5 separate regions of the Mus musculus genome follow, and regions 2, 3, 4 and 5 are each linked to region 1. A link is a contact called in public HiChIP or PLAC-seq and promoter capture Hi-C data. All regions are on one chromosome and are shown on one strand. Each heading gives the region's core, a stretch centred on a gene start, on an enhancer-like site or on the middle of the called end of the contact. The rest is flanking DNA. Distances are from core to core; before and after follow the strand shown. Region 1 holds the start of Akr1e1 (aldo-keto reductase family 1, member E1). Region 2 holds the start of Tasor2 (transcription activation suppressor family member 2). Region 3 holds the start of Asb13 (ankyrin repeat and SOCS box-containing 13). Region 4 has its middle 26 kb from the start of Asb13. Region 5 holds the start of Net1 (neuroepithelial cell transforming gene 1).

Region 1 (3,476 bases), core at 269-2,768:
CATGAGAACCTGGCAAAAGTTTTCTGTGTGTTAAAATAAACTACCTCATCAAATTTTGAGGTTTCAATAATTTCTTGTAAAGCATGCTTGTATGTTTTTCAAGTATTTACATCTGTAACATTGGTTTCTGCTAAATTACTACCTAAGAAATCTGAAATGACCATTAAAAAAGAAGGCATCCCTAGATCAAACTACCCTTTTATGAAATGATAGAAATCATTTAAAGATAGGACAATATTTCTATAGATTTATGAACTGAAAGTGTAAGTGTCGCTATGAGTAATAAAAGCTTATCAGAGAGAGAGAGTACTAATAATATTGAACATCTGAAAACACATCCTCTTGCAAATGGATACTTCCATGTTAATCTGCATAAAGATCGAAAGCTACAAATAGTTGTCTGACCGTTAATGGCTTAACTTTGCCATTTTTACAAAATATAAATAAAAAAAGAGAACTGGAGAAGATGTAGAGTTTTCCACATCCACAGTGCATCTGCCATGAGCACTTGAAAAACTCAAACAAATGAACAGATGTGTAATATGGCAACAGAGAAATTAAAATAACAAAACAAAACTTTGGGTTGAAATTGTAAAATTGTTGAATTCTGCTAAGTTTTTAATAAGTTATTAACAAACATAGTGAAGGATACAAAATTCTAAGCACTGTAACACGCAAATCTTCAATTTTTCTAATCATCTTAGTAATGCTAATATTTTCGAAATAGCTATTTACCTTTGCGTTTATGGGCTGGTTTTCTGGTTCCTTCTAGATGTTTCAGCTTGTGATTTTAGGATTATTGCCAACTGAATAAGACCTAAAAATCACCTGGGAGACAGTCTTGTAGGCATTCCTTTGAGGGATTATCTTGTGGGAAGACCCTTGGGTTTTTGTTTTTGTTTTGTTTTGTTTTGTTTGCAATTATAATTACATTTCTCTCTTCCTTTTCCTCCCTCAAAATCTGCCTATATACTATTTGCTCTCTTTAAATGACCTCCCTTATTATTAGTTCTTATTACAGTGAATAATCTTCCAGAGATGTTTAATTTTTAATCTTGATTTTTTTAATTCCATAAGACACACCTTAAAAATGATATTCAGATTATATTTCCTCTATTACTAAAATGGCAATCACCTCAAAGTAGCACTCATCATCATTGCAAGGTTCAAGACAGCTGATATAGTCAAACCTGTTTTTTCCAGGATACTAGAAACGATCATCAATCTAAAACATCTGATGTCCAGGAAATATCCTGAACCACAGCCTGTTTGCAAGAAGGACAGAGCACTGGATCTGGGCTTTAGGCAGGTTGCTCGGAGACGGAATTCTTAGGATCATAGAGGATTTAGGACAGAGATAAAGCACAACCAAACCCAATTGCTTAGGTCCCCTGAAAGATGGACTATGCTCTCAGCCAATCAGAGCACCAAGCGACCTCTCCATCAGCCAATTAAACTGCCAGAACTCCAGCCTATCACGGCATTTCCTGAGGTCCCTGGAACGCTCTCTGGCCGCTAAAGTGCAGGAAGAGGCTGAGCCTTTGAGCAAAGGGGAACCATGGAAAACATCCCTACAGTGGGCTTGGGCACCTGGAAGGTGAGGACACACTCCGGTGTGGGTGGGGCTAAGGGTCCCGGAGCCTGATGAGTACATGCTCAAAAACAGCCAGGGGCACGGGATTTCTTTTGCCTAGGGTGATTCCTTCCAGACCCGGGCTCTGATTAAGGTTTTCCCCCAGACGGATTAGAGGAGAAGTTGGACTCTCTCTCCTGTGATCCTAAAACACCCTGCTCCCTGCGAGGATTCAAAGCTGTTAGACTAACTTTAAATAAAGCAGTGTGCTGTTAACCTAGCCTTGTGTGAGCTAATCACGGACCCCCAGCCTCCGAAAAATCATTTATGCCTAGTGGCACTCATCTTGGCACAGCAAAACCGAGTGTGTGTCAAATGGCCACAAGGAAGCGTGCTACTTTGCATGCTAAAACAAACCAAATAAAAATAATTAAATAATTGCACCGATGTAAGTGTAATGTCTACTTCTGGAGTCCACTAGCGACATTAGAGATATTTGCGAGTAGTTACACTGCTTGCTCAGTTGATTTTGAATGTAGGGCATAATGAACGTGAAGTTGAATAGTTGAATAGGCCTGTCTGACTCTGGGACAAGTTGTGGGGGAGGGGGAGGCATGATCAAAATTTGTTTCTTTTTATGGTTTGGGGGTTTTGTTTTGTTTTGTTTTTGATAAAAAAGTAAATTTAAAAATTCTGTTTATAGGAAGGTTTTCAAATAAATGTTTCTCCAGAATTTTTTGTAAAAAGGATGGGATTATTATTATTATTATTATTATTTTGGCAATTTGGTGATTTGAGTGTTCTTTGGTACCACATAGTGAATGCTGAGATGTGAGATGAAAGAAATGTCAATAAAATAATAAATAAATAAAACTGTGTGTGTGGGGGGGGGGGAATCACCCTCCCAACACAATTGAAGCATTTAATTCTATCTCCTGAAGACACAGGAATATGACTTTCAAAATATGTGAAGGCAATGGAAAACCATAGCAAATGTGACACTGACTGATGATCTTAAATAATGTCGCTATGCTAGATATGTATATCCCCTTGATCCAATAACCAAGTCATTTAGGACAAAGCAAGGAAGAGATCAAATTCAAAGCTACCTTGAGCTACACTTTTCATATTTGATGGAAATGTCTGTGTCTCACTAAGCTTTTCCTGTGTGTACCCTACAGATATTGAGTGAGTCCATGTGTGTGATACTTGTTTTATGTTTACAGTTGATTCATGCATCCCTGGGTGCTAAATATCAGACCGCTTCCTGCCCCAGCTGTTCTTAGCCCTTCTGTAATCGGGAAGCACAACACAGCAAGAGCTGAAAAGCACCCTGTTTCCAGAATGAGTAAAGATAGCAGAACAGAATATTAATCATATTCTGACTATGACGTTCCATTCTCTACCTTTTGGTCTGGCTGATGTTCATACTGCTTTACTGATTTGAGTATTTATGTATTGCTTGGCTATACTTTCCCACATGACGGGGGAGAAAGGGGATTGGGTTCCCCTGACAGAAGAAACTTTCCTTGTGTTTGGTTATATTCCAGGCCTCCCCAGGAGAAGTGACTGATGCAGTTAAGTTGGCTATCAACCTGGGCTACCGGCACTTCGATTGTGCTTACTTATACCACAATGAGAGCGAGGTGGGAATGGGAATCAGTGAGAAGATCAAGGAGGGCGTGGTGAAGAGAGAGGATCTCTTTGTAGTCAGTAAGGTAAGGCTTCTCCACTTCCGCAGGCAAAGCTCCTGGCAGAGCTGGAACCATCTAGCCTAGAGGATTTGGTCAGTTTCCTTATGGGAATTGGTGCTTTGGGGATGTAGTTGATTCTCCTCTAGCTTTGTGAACATGTGAGGTTATGTTTTGTTTGCTTACATCTTTGTTTTATTATTTGGCCATTC
Region 2 (3,476 bases), core at 368-2,867, 1.0 Mb after region 1:
CATTTTTTTGTTAAATCTTTGGTGTTTTCCTTCTGTTTTGTGTTTTTCCTTTTGTCTTCCACCTCCAACTTCATTTACTAGCATTTCATTCATTTTCGCACCATGTTATTACCTGAAATAACTGTGGTAGCTTATAATTTAATTCACCTTTACAATGAACTCAGATATGAGTAGCGTCTGTCTTTACCTTGCTGGTGACCATAATTTTTAGTTAATTATTATTTTTTTTAATTTATTTTCTTATTAGGTATTTTCCTTGTTTACATTTTCAATGATATCCCAAAAGTCCCCCATACCCACCCCTATTATTATTTTTTAAAAGATTTATTTATTATATGTAAGTACACTGTAGCTATCTTCAGACACCCCAAAAGAGGGCATCAGATCTCATTACAGATGGTTGTCATCATGTGGTTGCTGGGATTTGAACTTATGACCTTCGGAAGAGCAGTCGTGCTCTTAACCACTGAGCCATCTCTCTAGCCCTTATTATTATTATTATTATTATATGTTTTAAGTACACTGTAGCTGTCTTCAGATGCACCAGAAGAGGACATCAGATCTCATTACAGATGGTTGTGAGCCACCATGTGGTTGCTGGGTTTGAACTCAGGACCTTCAGAAGAACAGTCGGTGCTTTTAACTGCTGAGCCATCTCTCCAATCCCAGTTTTTAATATGGAACTAGCCACAAGTATACTCGCCCACTGAATGACTAAATCTCATCGTAACAAAATTTCAACCGTGGCACAAGGTCCTTGGTACTGCTTAATTTCTCTCAGCGGTTCTTATCTATAGAAAGGATAGACTTGAATTGTTACTTATAGTCACCTCAACACTCATATAAATAATAAATTTCAAGTTCGTCTGGAGAACTCCCACAATGAACTTAAGTTTTGTATGGATTTAACATTCCGCAAAATCAAACAGCAGTGAGATGTGGCACTTGGGTTAGATCAACCAGCATCACCAGAGTCACTGAAGATGACCTTCAGTTTATAGCTAGTTAACTGTCTTTACTCCTGCCAGCTAGGACTATACTCAGGTTTTCGGACGAAGTGTAGCCCTGAGCATTTACACCTTCCTTACACCAAGGGGCTTTTAAAGGCAAAACTACATCCTGGATCGCACTCAGGAGCTGCAGGAGGAGGTGTAGACCAGCAAGCAGTTTGACAGAAAGTAAGTTAGCTGTGACATCTTCGCTTCCAGTCAAGAACATCTGGGTAATTTTTCATCAAGAAAATCATTTTTAGTTAAACCTAAAATGGCCTCAGCAAGGAGACAAGATGGAAGCGTCTCTGTACTATCTTGCCCTGTCCCATTACAGCACCTGGTACAGAAAAAGCCAGAAAAGCGGCCATGAGTAACCCACAATACACTAGAAGAGGTTCCGACTGAGGAGCCTCATTTCCTGTGCACGCCTTCTAGATCCCGCCGCCTACATCTCGCGAGAAGCCAAGGAAGGCTGGGTCGTCCAATCCGGAGCTAGCTTTGCCCTCCCCCCCCTGCGCCTGCGCCTACTGGAAAAGCAGGAGCAACGTGGATGCTGGCGGCGGTCGCGCCTGCGCGTCGCTGTGCTCCTTGTGATTGGCCTTGGCGAGGCGAGCACGGCGCTTTAGTTTTCACTTTCTGTCTTCGGAGCCTGCTCTCTTTCTCCGTGCGCACGAGGTTTCACTTCCGGTCGCTGGTTCCCCGGGGGCTGGAGAGCGGACGCCTTCCCCGCGCCTGGCTTGTTTCGGAAGCGGCTTCTCGCTTGTGAGGCTGAGTGAGGGGACCGGGGCTAGCGCGCGCCCGGGACACCCGGGCTCGTGAGGCGAGGTCGGGAGACGCGGCGGAGCGAGGGGTCAGGAGGAGAAAGGGACGGGCTGGAAAAGCATGAGGAGGACACCGAGTGGTGAGCTCGTCTCTTCAGGGAAGGCGGCCGCGCCGGCGACAGGTAACGCTCCTTCCCTCAGGTGTTGGGGCGTCCGGGGCGAGGACCCCCGTGGGGAAGCAAGAGCGTGGCTGGCTCGCGGGGCGCGTACTGGTGGGCGGGCAGGGCGGCGCGGGGGGCCACTGGGCAGACGCCTCGGTCGCCCGGGATGCGGGACCCTCCCAACCCCCGCTCCTCCGCTCAGCTCCGCCTTGCAGAAGCTAAGGTTAGACGGGGTTTCCACCGAGCCCGTGGCGGTCGTCCGGATGGGTGTCTGCGTTCCGAGGCGGAAAGCCCGGCGCGGTTTGTTTTGTGACACCGGTCACAGAGCAGCTCCATCCCCCCAAGGGATGGATGGGATCCTTCTGCACTGAAGTTTTCCCTTGCCTGGGGTTGGCCTAGCTCATCCCCCTGAGGGGTTTTGGGGAAACCCTCAGGTCGGAGTTCGGGGTTCTGTAGAATCTATGGCAACGCACGGCATGGTTTAACTTCTTTATTACGTATAAGTGGGCCTGCCCATATGGAAGACAGCAGCCGACGGCTGCAGCAGCGGTGAAGGGATCTGCCAGTACGCTGGCCCCGAGGTTGGTTAGAGGGGAGCACCAACCGGCACTTGGTAGGAAACCGTGGCTTAACTTTCAAAACTGGAGCTATTTCGGAAGATCTCGAGTCTCCCTTAATCTCCGTTTACCAGTTTGACGCGCCTCTTGTTAAGCTCCTCCCCCCTGTATTCTTTCTGAAGGGAAACTTAGAACTGGGAAGCGAATGAAAGTCTTTCCTAAATCTCTATAATAAACAACCTGAGGACTCAACAGTGTTTCCCCTTAGAAGAGCAAAAGGAAGGCGGGGTGAATATGTCATAGTATAGAATCTGAGATTGTTGGAAATCCTACCGAAGAGGTTTAGGACAAAGCACATATACCTGATAGTGTAAGCGAATACCTCCCGTATTGGGAAATTGTTTGGTAAAGGGTAGCTCCAGTGTTACCAGTGTATATCAATACCTAGCGAGCCCAAGTTAGAAAAAAAAAAAACACGAATATTTGTCAATAATTAGTTTTAAAGAAGATGATGTTTGAGTGTGTTGCCAATTTGTTTCCTACTTTTTTTTTTTTAAATAAGAAAGATAAATGGCATCTCTCTGGTTCAAACATTTAAGTAAATTGAAATTTGAAAACTGCCAGGAAACTTGCCTGATACTACTTGTTACCTGTAGCATATCTGATTAGCACAAATATTATTGGATATGTTTATCCTTTGTGTCTTGTCAGTGGACATTTTTAAGATTTTCTTCTTTACAGAGCTGTGTTTTTCCCCTGCAGCTATTGTAAGCAGGGTTTAGGTGATGATAACTGTAGAATTAAATTCTTATGATAATTCTAGACACACTGTTAAATGCCTTGGGATGATTTTATTTTTTTAATGTTCATTCCCCTTAGGTATGGTTTTTATTACTCTGCTACTGGATGGTAGCACTGTTTTCTAAACATCTTAACCCATCCAATAATAGGGGGAAATTTTTTAAACTTTTTTTTTTTTGAATTATTTATTTTATGTATGTGAGT
Region 3 (3,476 bases), core at 450-2,949, 980 kb after region 1:
AACACCCGCTAATCAAGAATATGATTTTCATTGGGCAGTGATGGCGCATGCCTTTAATCCCAGCACTCGGGAGGCAGAGGCAGGCGAATTTATGAGTTCGAGGCCAGCCTGGTCTACAGAGTGAGTTCCAGGACAGCCAGGGCTACACAGAGAAACCCCGTCTAGGAAAAAAAAAAAAAAGATTTCTCCACAAGCTATGCAGAAAATATACTTGGGAGTGGTGTTTTTAAAAAATATTTAGAGAAAATATTGTGACATATAGCCTAGGTTGGCCTAGAACTCACAGCCCCACTGTCTCTACTTTCTGAGGGTTAGGATTACAGGTAAGAGCCCTCATGCCAGGCTCTGATGCCAGACTAACCCCTATCTGAACAAAAAAATGTATGCTTAGTAGGCTTCTGTGGTTAGCCATCCACTGCCTAGTCACACGAATCAAATAGTGACCACGCTATCAGGGTCAAAGTCTTGTGCCAGCCAAGGGTGCCAAGAAAAACAGGTGCTTATTAAAGAGGCTTTGATTGTTCTGAAGGAGTTTGTTTTGAAGAAATCAATTAAAAGATCTATCTACCTTGTTATGATTGTAATTACAATCATAATAAATTGCAGCTAAATTAACTCGATTTTCTTTACATTACTTTTTTTTTTTGGTTTTTGAGACAGAGTTTCTCTGGGTAGCCCTGGCTGTCCTGGAACACACTTTGTAGACCAGGCTGTCCTCGAACTCAGAAATCCTCCTGCCTCTGCCTCCCATGTGCTGGGATTAAAGGCGTGCGCCATCATGCCCGGCTTACATTACTTTTTTTTTAACTCACATAAAGGAACATTTTGGCTTTCTTTCTTCTATTTATTTTCAAGCTATTGAAGCACAATGTCATTGTCCTTTCTATTTACCATATTATTATTTTGTAAACAAGAAAAAAAATGTACTTCTCCAAAGAATGCTCCTTTGCCTTCAAATTCATTTTATGGATTAAAACAGCCCAAAGGTACAGAGGACACTTCTTCAGCACCAGGTATGTCCCAGTGTTGGGCCATGACCTCATTCTGGAGCAGACTCCCTGGTTGCAGCTGCTGCAACCTACAGGGTATGTGTAGGATGCTTTAAGCCCCGCAAGCAATTCACTGCACCAAACGTGGTGCAGTGACCGCAGTAGGCTCCGGATGAGGCTGCCAACCAGTGTACACTTTCCAGACTCTGCGGGTGAATTGGGCAACGACCCCGCATGCTCCCCAAAGTGTGCGGTGCTCTGGTAGACTGGCGGTTCTGAATCCCATACCTGGTGCATCACAGAGAAGACCAGCTGCACAGTGCACCGGCTAGAAACAGGGCGACAGACATTAAACGTCGGTCTGAGATGACCAGGATCGTCCGGGCCCTACTCGAATCACTACACCCCACCCCAACGCCTCTGACCACCAACTTGGAACGGCGCGCGATGCCCATCTCTGGGACAAAGGCCACCCATGAGCTTGCTCTGTCCCCAAGTGCTGATCTCCTGGTCCTGACTCCAGCCCCGGTGTGGTGTCCTTGGCGGTTGCGGCGCGAAACACGTACCCACATCTCCCAGGAAGCAGCCGTCCCCGGCGCGCGGCTCCATGCTGCTCGCCCGCTGGGCTCCCCTGTCTACCGGCCTTGTGACTCAGAGCTCTGGGACCTGAGCCGGGACCTAAACCGAGACCTACCCCGGAGCGCAGGCCGCTGGGCGGGGCCTGATTGCTACCATGGCCACCGCTGGGAGTTGTAGTTTCTGTATCCGCCGCGTGCCACCTGAGCGTCCCCACTCCGCTGTCACTGCTGAAGGGTGACATGCAAATCAGAAGAGTGCAAAATATGTGTCCGTGTTGACACCAGTGAATATACGTCCATTAACAACTCCTGTGTTTGGCAGAAAAGCTTAAATCCCGGTGTCCTAGCTAAAAGATACGTTCGTATGCAAAATGTTTAGCTCCTCAAACGCGTGCCCATGTGCAAAAAGTGTTTAGCTGCCAAAACTGGCCTTCTGTGGTTTACACTGATCCCGCTGAGCAAAGTATTCAGTCTCTTCATGCCTGAAACTTTGAAGAAAACGTTTTCACTGAAGATGGTGATCAAAATGCCTAACTTCTTTCTTTCTTTCCTCTCTCTCTCTCTCTCTCTCTCTCTCTCTCTCTCTCTCCCTCCCTTCCTCTCTCCCTCCCTCTCTTTCTTTCTTTCAAAATAAATCTTAACTTTCAAATAGCTGGTATTCATTGAAGAAAACCACGTTTCTTGGTGAATGGTTTTAATCAGGTGTTTCACTAACCAGTTTAGCAGAAGGAGTTGGAGCTCTATGAGCAACCTAGCAGAAAGGAGAAACCAGTCTTCCCAGGGGGTTCCAGGTCAACCAAAAACGTGAGATACTTGGGAGACACTCTCATCTTGACCAGTACAGAGGCTCACGGAGGAAATACAACGTGACTTGAACATGATAACATCAGAATCACTGGAAATAGCACTAGAAGTCATCCTTTGAGGTAAGGATGCTTGGATGGCCGGAAACTTCATCTGCACCTTGGACCACAGGTTTAGGAGACCTTGAATGGTATCTGTTGGGAACCCGAACTTCTGGAATAAACCTTGGAATAAAATTCCAAATCTTTTAGTAAAAGGATCTGTATCTATTTGGCCATTTGTTTATCAAATTTTGGCTCTTGTGGTTTTGTTTTTGTTTGTTTTGTTTTGCAGGGGCATTTGTTTTGGTTTTGCTTTGTTTGATGTATATGTGAGTGTATGTGACTACATGTGTGTTTGCAGGTCAGAGGATACAGTCCGTGTTAGTCCTTGAGGACCTTCTGATTTGTTTGAGACGGGGTCTCCTATTCACCGCTGCACCTGGCAGGCCTGTGGGCTCTCAGAGAGCCGTCCACTTCCTCCTCCCATCACGGTGCAAGACTGCTGGAATTATGAATGACAGCTTACATTGCCCAGTTTTTCTTGAGCTCTGAGAATCCAAGCTCTGGTCCTGTCAGATGGCTCAGCAAGCCCACGACCGAGCCATCTCTCAGGTCTTGCACATGCTTCTTTGCAAGTTTTCTACGTTTTTAGGCAGATAAAAATAGGCTTCATTTTCACACATTTGCAGTGAGATTCTGTGATTCGGTATTCCTTCTTGTCTGTGTGGTAGGTCTGCATGTTTGTATTTTCTTCAGCATTTCTTTCCTGACACGGATTCTGCAAATGTGAATATAGGCTATATCGAACACATATGAATATATACATGTATATTGTACATGTGTTATATAAATGTTTGTTATAGGTTTCCTAAGCAATCATTTTTTTTCCATTTTCTTTTCTTTTTTTTTTTTTTTTTTTTTTTTTTTTGGTTTTTCGAGACAGGGTTTCTCTGTGTAGCCCTGGCTGTCCTGGAACTCACTCTGTAGACCAGGCTGGCCTCAAACTCAGAAATCCGCCTGCCTCTGCCTCCCGAGTGCTGGGATCAAAGGCATGAGCAGCCACC
Region 4 (3,476 bases), core at 506-3,005, 950 kb after region 1:
GTGAGAGAGACCAGAATCAGGTAACTAAGAAGGTGTTATGGACTAATTTCCTGCATTGTGCTTCACACAGCACTATTGGAAGAACTGGGAGATTTAATGGAGGGGCGGGAGAGCTGTGTTAGCAGCTGCTGGGCTATGATCTGCTTACTTTCTAGTCTTTCTTACTAAGAGAAACTTACATTTTATGAATGTCAATGAACCAAGAAACAAATAACAACAAACCAACGCTGTAGATGAGGACTCCAGCTCTTCCTTTCTCTTCCTGGTAGAACATGGGTAACGTTGACTGGTGCCATGGCAGCCATTAAGAAGCTATGAATGGTTAAGAGAATAATAAAAATGCTTTACTTGATATAGTTGAGCTTTTACAAGGGTCGTCCAACTACAGTACATGAACCAAATCTGGATTCACCACTTCTTTCTGTAAATAAGATTTTATTGAAGCACAGCCTCATGCTTACTGACCTAAGGCTGACATTGGTCACAAACAACAGAGTAGCTACAGAGAGAGAGATGATGTGGACTACAGAGCTAAAAATATTAACTATCTGAGCCTTGACAGCAGCAGAAGGAAGAGGAGACGGAGACGGAGACGGAGACGGAGACGGAGACGGAGACGAAGACGAAGACGAAGACGAAGACGAAGACGAAGACGAAGAAGAAGAAGAAGAAGAAGAAGAAGAAGAAGAAGAAGAAACACCAGCTTCTGCAATAAACTATAGGCAGCACGGCCTACCACCTCCAGATTTTTTCTGGAAAAAAAAAAAAAAAAAAAAAAAACTTCTGGTTTAAGACCAGAGATTCCTTGTGATCAGCATCTGTTACTCTTAGATTAGTGTAACATTGACTCTTTAGAGTTTACAAGATATGAGAGCAGAGGAAAATGAGAAAAACAGAGGTCAAATTCTCTTCATTAAGACAAGGATCATAGCCAATGAACTGGACATAGAGCTACAAAGCTGCAGAAGGCTCTATTCACAGAGCAGACCTTCTTTCTTTTCTTTCTCCCCTCACTCCCTTCCTTTTTCTCCTCCCATTCTTACTGCTATCCTCCTGCTGCTGCTCCTTCCTCCTCCTCCATCTCTTCCTCCTCTCCTTCCTCCTCCTCCTCCTCCTTTTCCTCCTCTTTCTTCTTTGTCAGGGTGTTATACAGTCCAAACTGACATAGAGCTCAAAAAGATCACTTGAAACTTCTGATCCTCTTAACTTCACCTCCTGAATGCTGGGACTGGGGAGTGTGTTATCTATCACACCTGTTTTAAGCAGTGCTGGGCAATCTGAGTGTAGGATTCTGTACATGTCAGGCTAGAATTTTAATTTCTTAAACTTATAGCTTTCATCTGAGTAGCTGAAGGGCCTTGTTAAAATGCAGGCTCCCAGGCTCACCATTTGCATTTCAAGTAAGTCTCAGATGAATCCCAGGGGTTAACGTTCTACTAGGTTTCCAGAGGTGCTAGTGGGGTGTGTATACAGAGGGGCTATCCTTCTCCTCTACACAATCCTCTCTCCTTTGAACTTCCGGTCTCAGTTTAACTGGTGGTCTGTACTGTCTGGCGTTTTAGAGAGCCTGCTGCTCAGATCTTACCACGTTAAATTACTAGGCCACAGCTACTTACTTTTCAACTATGAACTCTGCTGTCCGCTTCCTGGAGAAATATCCCCTAACTAGGAACTGTGCTTTACAGATCTTAAATCTGGGTTTCACTTTGCCATCTGCTGCACCTTGTTAGACTTCCCGATTCAGGCAAGCATTTGAGATTGCGTAACTGAGCACTGTAACTGTTTGTACTTTGTGCCCATGGATAACAGATGGTTCTCAGACCAGGTGAGAACCATTATTTTCTTCCTCGTGTTCCGAACACTGTAATAAATGATTGATGAATGGAAGGGATCCACAAGTGTTCTCCATATCTCTATCATGTGGACGAATAAGGATAAGCAATCTTGAACTATCTTTCTTTTGTATATCATATCTCCCAGTGGATCAAGTTTTCCCTTTGAGCGCCCTCACGAGGAGGGAGCTACTTCTATTTTCCACAGGAAACAATAACTCATAGCAATGTCCTACCCACCAGATGGACACCTTTGGACAGCCTCACATGTCACTGCTAATCCCACAATGTAATGGCTCTATGTGTCAGGAAGCCACTGCTTCCATACAAGCAACGGAGCAGTGACAGTTTCTTTCCTCATAAGAACACCAGAGTAAGCCCTCGGCTGCATGTTATTTTCTTGGGAAATTCCTCTACAGAAACTGGGACCTCTGGTCGTTCGGGGAAATCAGACTGTCTGCCAGCTAGCAGCACGCTCCCAGGTGACTACTCTGAGAAAAGTAACTACTGTAAGGACTACTTTTTCCACGAACTCAGGAGAGTATAGGAAGAGCCTGAAGCCAGGGACGCACTGTCCTCTCCCTCTCCCTCACTGGAATCGCAAGCACACACCACCCACCATGTAGCTTTTGTTTCTGAATGGATTCTGGGGATGAAACTCAGGTCCTTGGGTTTGCAGGAATTTTACCAACCAAGCTATCTCCTGGACACAAGGAATTTCTGTATTTTGAAAAAAATTCAAAATAGCTTGAAGAAATTCAAGCTACAGCCTTCAGCATTTTGATGAAGCTTTCTCCTTGCCTCTTTACTTTACCTCTCCTTGCATCCTCCTGCTTTCCCCAAGTTCAGCATAAAGTAAAAGCCTGTATTTTACATTGTACTTTTTACAGTCGGTAAGTTTAATCATGTTTGTTCACTCTTTGATCATTCAAATACATAATCTCTTTCAGAAATGATGTCTTCCCCACAGCCCTGGGCAGAACAGTACCTTTGGTGGCTTGGCAGCTCTCCTTTATTACCTGGACGAGATGTAGCCAAACCTAAGCTCTGTCATAGTCAGTTAATTATATTAATCAATTGTTAATTGAATACAAAACCATGCATTGTTAATTGACTGGATGAGGAGTCCAAAATCACTTAAAATATCTGCCTGTGTAAAGAACTGTGTTCTGGTTCATGAATGGCACTGCTCATTGTGTTCCTGTGTGACAGAGAGGACACAGCAGCTCTCTAGTAACTCTTTTAAAAGGGCATTGTCTGAGGTTTACTGCTGTGACCAGACACCATAACCAAGCCAACTCTTATAAGGACAGTGTTTAATTGGGGCTGGCTTACAGGTTCAGAGGTTCAGTCCATTATCATCAAGGAGGGACCGTGGCAGAGTCCAGGCAGGCATGGTGCAGGAGGAGCTGAGAGTTCTAATCTTTATCTGAAGGCTGCTAGGGGAAGACTCACTTCCAGGCAGCTAGGATGAGGGTATTAAAACCCAAGCCCACAGTGGCACACCTACTCCAAGGCCACACCTACTCCAACAAGGCCACACCTCCTAATAGTGACACTCCCTGGGCCAAGCATATACAAACCATCACAGGCACTATTATAGCTTGGATGTAACACCCTCTCCAAACAGGCTCATATGTTTGA
Region 5 (3,476 bases), core at 631-3,130, 690 kb after region 1:
AATTAATTATAGTTCTTTTGTGGGTAGGATTACTATTCTATGATGAAACACCATTATCAAAAGCAACTTGGAGGGGGGAGGGCTTATTTTACTCACACTCCCCTCACAAATCACTTCATGATTTGTCATAGGGTTTCTATTACTGTGATAAAACACTGTGACAGAGGGGGAAAAAAACTTGAGGAGGGTTTATTCAGCTTACACTTCTATATCACAGTTCATCATCAAGGGAAGTCAGGACAGGAACCCAAGCAGTGCAGGAACCTGGAGGCAAGAGCTGACGCAGAGGCCGTGGAAGAGTGCTTACTAGCTTGTTCGTCATGTCTTCCTCTCCCTACTTTCTTACAGAACCCAGGACTACCAGCCCAAGAATGGTATAGCCATGATGGGCTGGCCTATTTCCCATCAACTACTAATTAAGAAAATGTTCTATAGACTTACCTACCGCCTAATATTAGAGAGGGTTTGTCATGGTTTGAATATGCTTGGCCCAGGGAGTGGCACTGTTTGGAGGCATGGCCTTGTTGGAGTAAGTGTGTCACTGTGGGTGTGAGCTTGAATACCCTTGTTCTATCTGCCTGGAAGCCAGTATTCTGCTAGCAGCCTTCAGATGAAGATATAGAACTCTCAGCTCTTCCTGTACCATGCCTGCCTGGATGCTGCCATGTTCCTGCCTTGATGATAATGGACTGAATCTGTATTCCAGCCCCAATTAAATATTGTCCTTATAAGGGCTGTCTCTTTCATGGTGTCTGTTCACAGCAGTAAAACCCTAAAACAGAATTTTTCTAAATTGACATAAAACTAGCCATCATTGTTCTATATTTCATATTTTATGCTTTCAGTTAAAATCACAATGTTTTGTTTTACTATATACCTCTTATTTTTAATTTTCTTTTATTTTCAAGATTATAATATAATCACACCATTTTCTCCCTTCTCTTTTCTCCTTCCCAACTCTCTCCTATACCCCTTCTTGCTATCTTTCACATTCATGGACTCTTTTTATTAATTATTGTTACATAGTCAATATGTAACAATATGTTATACATATATGTTCCTAAATACACAAATACAGCCAGCTCAGTCTGTATGATGTTATTTGTATGTTTTCAGGGCTAGCTGTTAGTATTGGCTAACCAATGGTATTCCCTGAAGAAGACCATTTCTTTATCGGCTGAATGCAGTCTTCACAGTTAATCAGTTATATTTAGACATCTCCCAGTCATTCATTTAGATTGCCTTTAATTTTTCTATTATACACAACATCATTAATATCTCCCTGTATACAAGAGAGACTACATTTAAGACCATTAGCGATATTTAAAATCAGAGAACGTTTTTATTTACCAATCTTCACATAATAACCTGAGCAGGGTCCCTTGTTTCATGCTGCACGTTTTGCAGTCTTGCAAGCAGAGAAAGCAGCCCTTTCCATTCGGTAAAGCGACTGTGTCCTACTTACTGAAAGACAGGAGTACATAACTAGATTTCACTGGTTCTCTAGAGACATCCTGGAGAACAAAGTATTGTCTTTGGCAATTGGGAATATATTCCACATGTATAACTTAGTGTTTATACGTCCAACTGCCTCTTGCTTTGGGGTCAATACCTTCATCCTGTCTAACGCTAAACAACAACAAATGATAAACAGCTTCCGATCCATTTTCCTGCCCTGCAAGTGAAAGTTCTAGTGAATAGAGACTGCCTTTCAGGAGTAAGGTGTGTAGTTAAAATAAATCCCCAAATTCCTAACTTTCACCTTACCACTTTCCCTTTGTCACTGGAGCTCCTAAAAGTTTGGTATGAAGTCTTCTGATTAGGGCGGGACTCCACGTAGCCTAGCAACCGCTTCCCACTCTCTGATTGGCCGATCTCTGGGCAGCCGCCATTTTCAAATCCCCGGATGACGGCGGTAGCCGCTCTCTGCTAGAAGGCGACTTGCTGCCTCGCAGAAGCTGGCGGGCATTGTGCCCGCCACGATCGGTCTCCTGGGCACTGGGCCACCGCCCCACCAACCCCCCTTCTCCGGACATGGAGCCAGAGCCGGCGGCTCAGAAGCAGCCCCGACCTCGGAGGAGAAGCCGCAGGGTCTCAATGCTCAGCGAGGAACCTGCCGCGGGGCTTCCGGCCGACACACCCGGGCCGGCGGCGAACGAGAGGTGAGGGTGGCGGGAGGTGGGTGAGAGCCGGGGACCGAGTCTGGAGACTCAGGACGGGATGGACTGGACGGTGGGTGACCAAGGACTGGCAGTGCAGTAGGGGAGGTTGGGGAAGGCCGGGCAGAAATGCCGCGGGAGGAGAGTGCGCTGCCCGGCGGGCTGCACCGAGGGCTGCACAGCGACTGCTCGGCCCTGCGTAGAAGGGGTGGACTCGTTGGACTTGTTGACAATCTCCTTTAACCCCGTCCCTGGGGAACCGTACATCTGCACCAGAGCTGTTCTCTACCAGAAACTAGTTGTGGATGCAGGCGCTCAGATCAAGACTGTCGTGGACCCTGTGATGAGAAGAGGAATTGTCACCTGAACAGATACCAACCCTTTCAGCCTAAAAGCGGCTGTTCAAATGAAATGTCCTTTGCAGACCAGAACAGGACAGGCTCCTGGAATGAAGAGATCAGAGAAAGACTCTTTCTGGCTTTTCAGTTATTAGCACATTTTCACATTCTGTGTTGTATCTTCATTTCTATGTGTCTGGGAAAGGCAAACACTAGGTTGATTTCAGAAATCTGTGTCTGGAAGAGAGGCTGTGGGAGTCATAATATTTTTATTAAATAGGAAATTGAAATGGCATTTGTCTGGACTACTCTGTCATTCTTTTGCCCTTCGAAATATGAGAAATGGTCTCAAAGTACTGAATGCAATGGTTTCCCATTATAACGTTAGACATTGAGTTACAAAGTATGTAACTTTGTTCAAATCTACGTCTACATAGTGAGTTTATGATAGTGTCTGCCTCATATAAGGCACTGTGTGAACATCAGTACTTATCATGGGCCTCGGCAGAAAACTCGGCAGAAATCTTGTCTGTCAGTTTTAAATCTGTTAAAGTAACAGTGCTGTGTCTGCTCCATCTTTTCAGACATCCCCATGGTCCACTTGACATGATTTCAGGGTTTTTTTGGTTTTGTTTCTGAGACAAGTTCTCACTGTGTAACTTGGTTACCCCAGAACTCACTACCTGTGTAGAGACGCTGGCCACAAACTCATATTGTACTTCTGTACCAGAGCTGTTCTCCATGGAAACTGGTGGACTGTAGGTGGTCTTACATCCATAGGACTATTGGTGAGAAGAGGAATTGTCACCAAGCAGGCTCCAAACCGTTCTGCCTAAAAACTGGTCTTTCTTCCTTAGCCTCCCCCTGTTCTCGGATTGCAGTGTGAACCTCGACGCCCAGGTCATTTGATAGGATGTTAAATTAATCTTTTATATAGCTTATAATCTAATCATGACAAATGGTTTTGAGGAAAAAGCAA

What was found. Promoter capture Hi-C pulls out the DNA fragments that hold promoters and counts their contacts. HiChIP or PLAC-seq counts read pairs in DNA pulled down with a chosen protein or histone mark.
Region 2: a contact with region 1 is called in a FOXA1 HiChIP or PLAC-seq map of pancreatic cancer cells. The contact joins the promoter of Tasor2 here to the promoter of Akr1e1 in region 1. A contact is called at or near these places in 6 of 39 promoter capture datasets (the 3T3-L1 cell line, 3T3-L1-derived adipocytes, hematopoietic stem and progenitor cells and 2 more) and 2 of 115 datasets of contacts at active chromatin or transcription factors (astrocytes and pancreatic cancer cells).
Region 3: a promoter capture Hi-C map of pre-B cells shows a contact between it and region 1. The contact joins the promoter of Asb13 here to the promoter of Akr1e1 in region 1. A contact is called at or near these places in 8 of 39 promoter capture datasets (the 3T3-L1 cell line, 3T3-L1-derived adipocytes, cranial neural crest and 4 more) and 2 of 115 datasets of contacts at active chromatin or transcription factors (bone marrow-derived macrophages and embryonic stem cells).
Region 4: a promoter capture Hi-C map of liver shows a contact between it and region 1, with 2.8 times the contacts expected there. The contact joins the enhancer-like site here to the promoter of Akr1e1 in region 1. A contact is called at or near these places in 7 of 39 promoter capture datasets (the 3T3-L1 cell line, 3T3-L1-derived adipocytes, embryonic stem cells and 3 more), 8 of 484 Hi-C or Micro-C datasets (the 63-12 cell line, B cells, the G1E-ER4 cell line and 4 more) and 1 of 115 datasets of contacts at active chromatin or transcription factors (astrocytes).
Region 5: a contact with region 1 is called in a promoter capture Hi-C map of the HPC-7 cell line. The contact joins the promoter of Net1 here to the promoter of Akr1e1 in region 1. A contact is called at or near these places in 8 of 39 promoter capture datasets (the 3T3-L1 cell line, the HPC-7 cell line, cranial neural crest and 4 more), 7 of 484 Hi-C or Micro-C datasets (the G1E-ER4 cell line, Sertoli cells, Th1 cells and 4 more), 2 of 115 datasets of contacts at active chromatin or transcription factors (astrocytes and pancreatic cancer cells) and 1 of 9 other capture datasets (adipose tissue).

What each region holds. Positions count from the first base shown.
Region 1 is chr13:4,607,206-4,610,681 of GRCm38.p6, reverse strand. It overlaps Akr1e1 (aldo-keto reductase family 1, member E1), which reads left to right and starts at 1,518. Exons shown (of 10, transcript NM_018859.2): 1 at 1,518-1,597; 2 at 3,124-3,291. The coding sequence starts at 1,559.
Region 2 is chr13:3,609,249-3,612,724 of GRCm38.p6, reverse strand. It overlaps Tasor2 (transcription activation suppressor family member 2), which reads left to right and starts at 1,617. Exons shown (of 20, transcript NM_134063.3): 1 at 1,617-1,935.
Region 3 is chr13:3,632,255-3,635,730 of GRCm38.p6, reverse strand. Asb13 (ankyrin repeat and SOCS box-containing 13) reads right to left here and starts at 1,699. Exons shown (of 6, transcript NM_178283.4): 1 at 1,556-1,699. The coding sequence starts at 1,598.
Region 4 is chr13:3,657,985-3,661,460 of GRCm38.p6, reverse strand. No RefSeq gene overlaps it. Among named protein-coding and RNA genes, the nearest start is that of Asb13, 26 kb to the right of the region's middle. Within about 2 kb of position 1,755, at least 20 of the 459 cell types and tissues checked have an H3K27ac peak or open chromatin away from gene starts, as enhancers often do. A contact at or near this core is called in liver, where this site is marked.
Region 5 is chr13:3,916,624-3,920,099 of GRCm38.p6, reverse strand. It overlaps Net1 (neuroepithelial cell transforming gene 1), which reads left to right and starts at 1,880. Exons shown (of 12, transcript NM_019671.3): 1 at 1,880-2,162. The coding sequence starts at 2,035.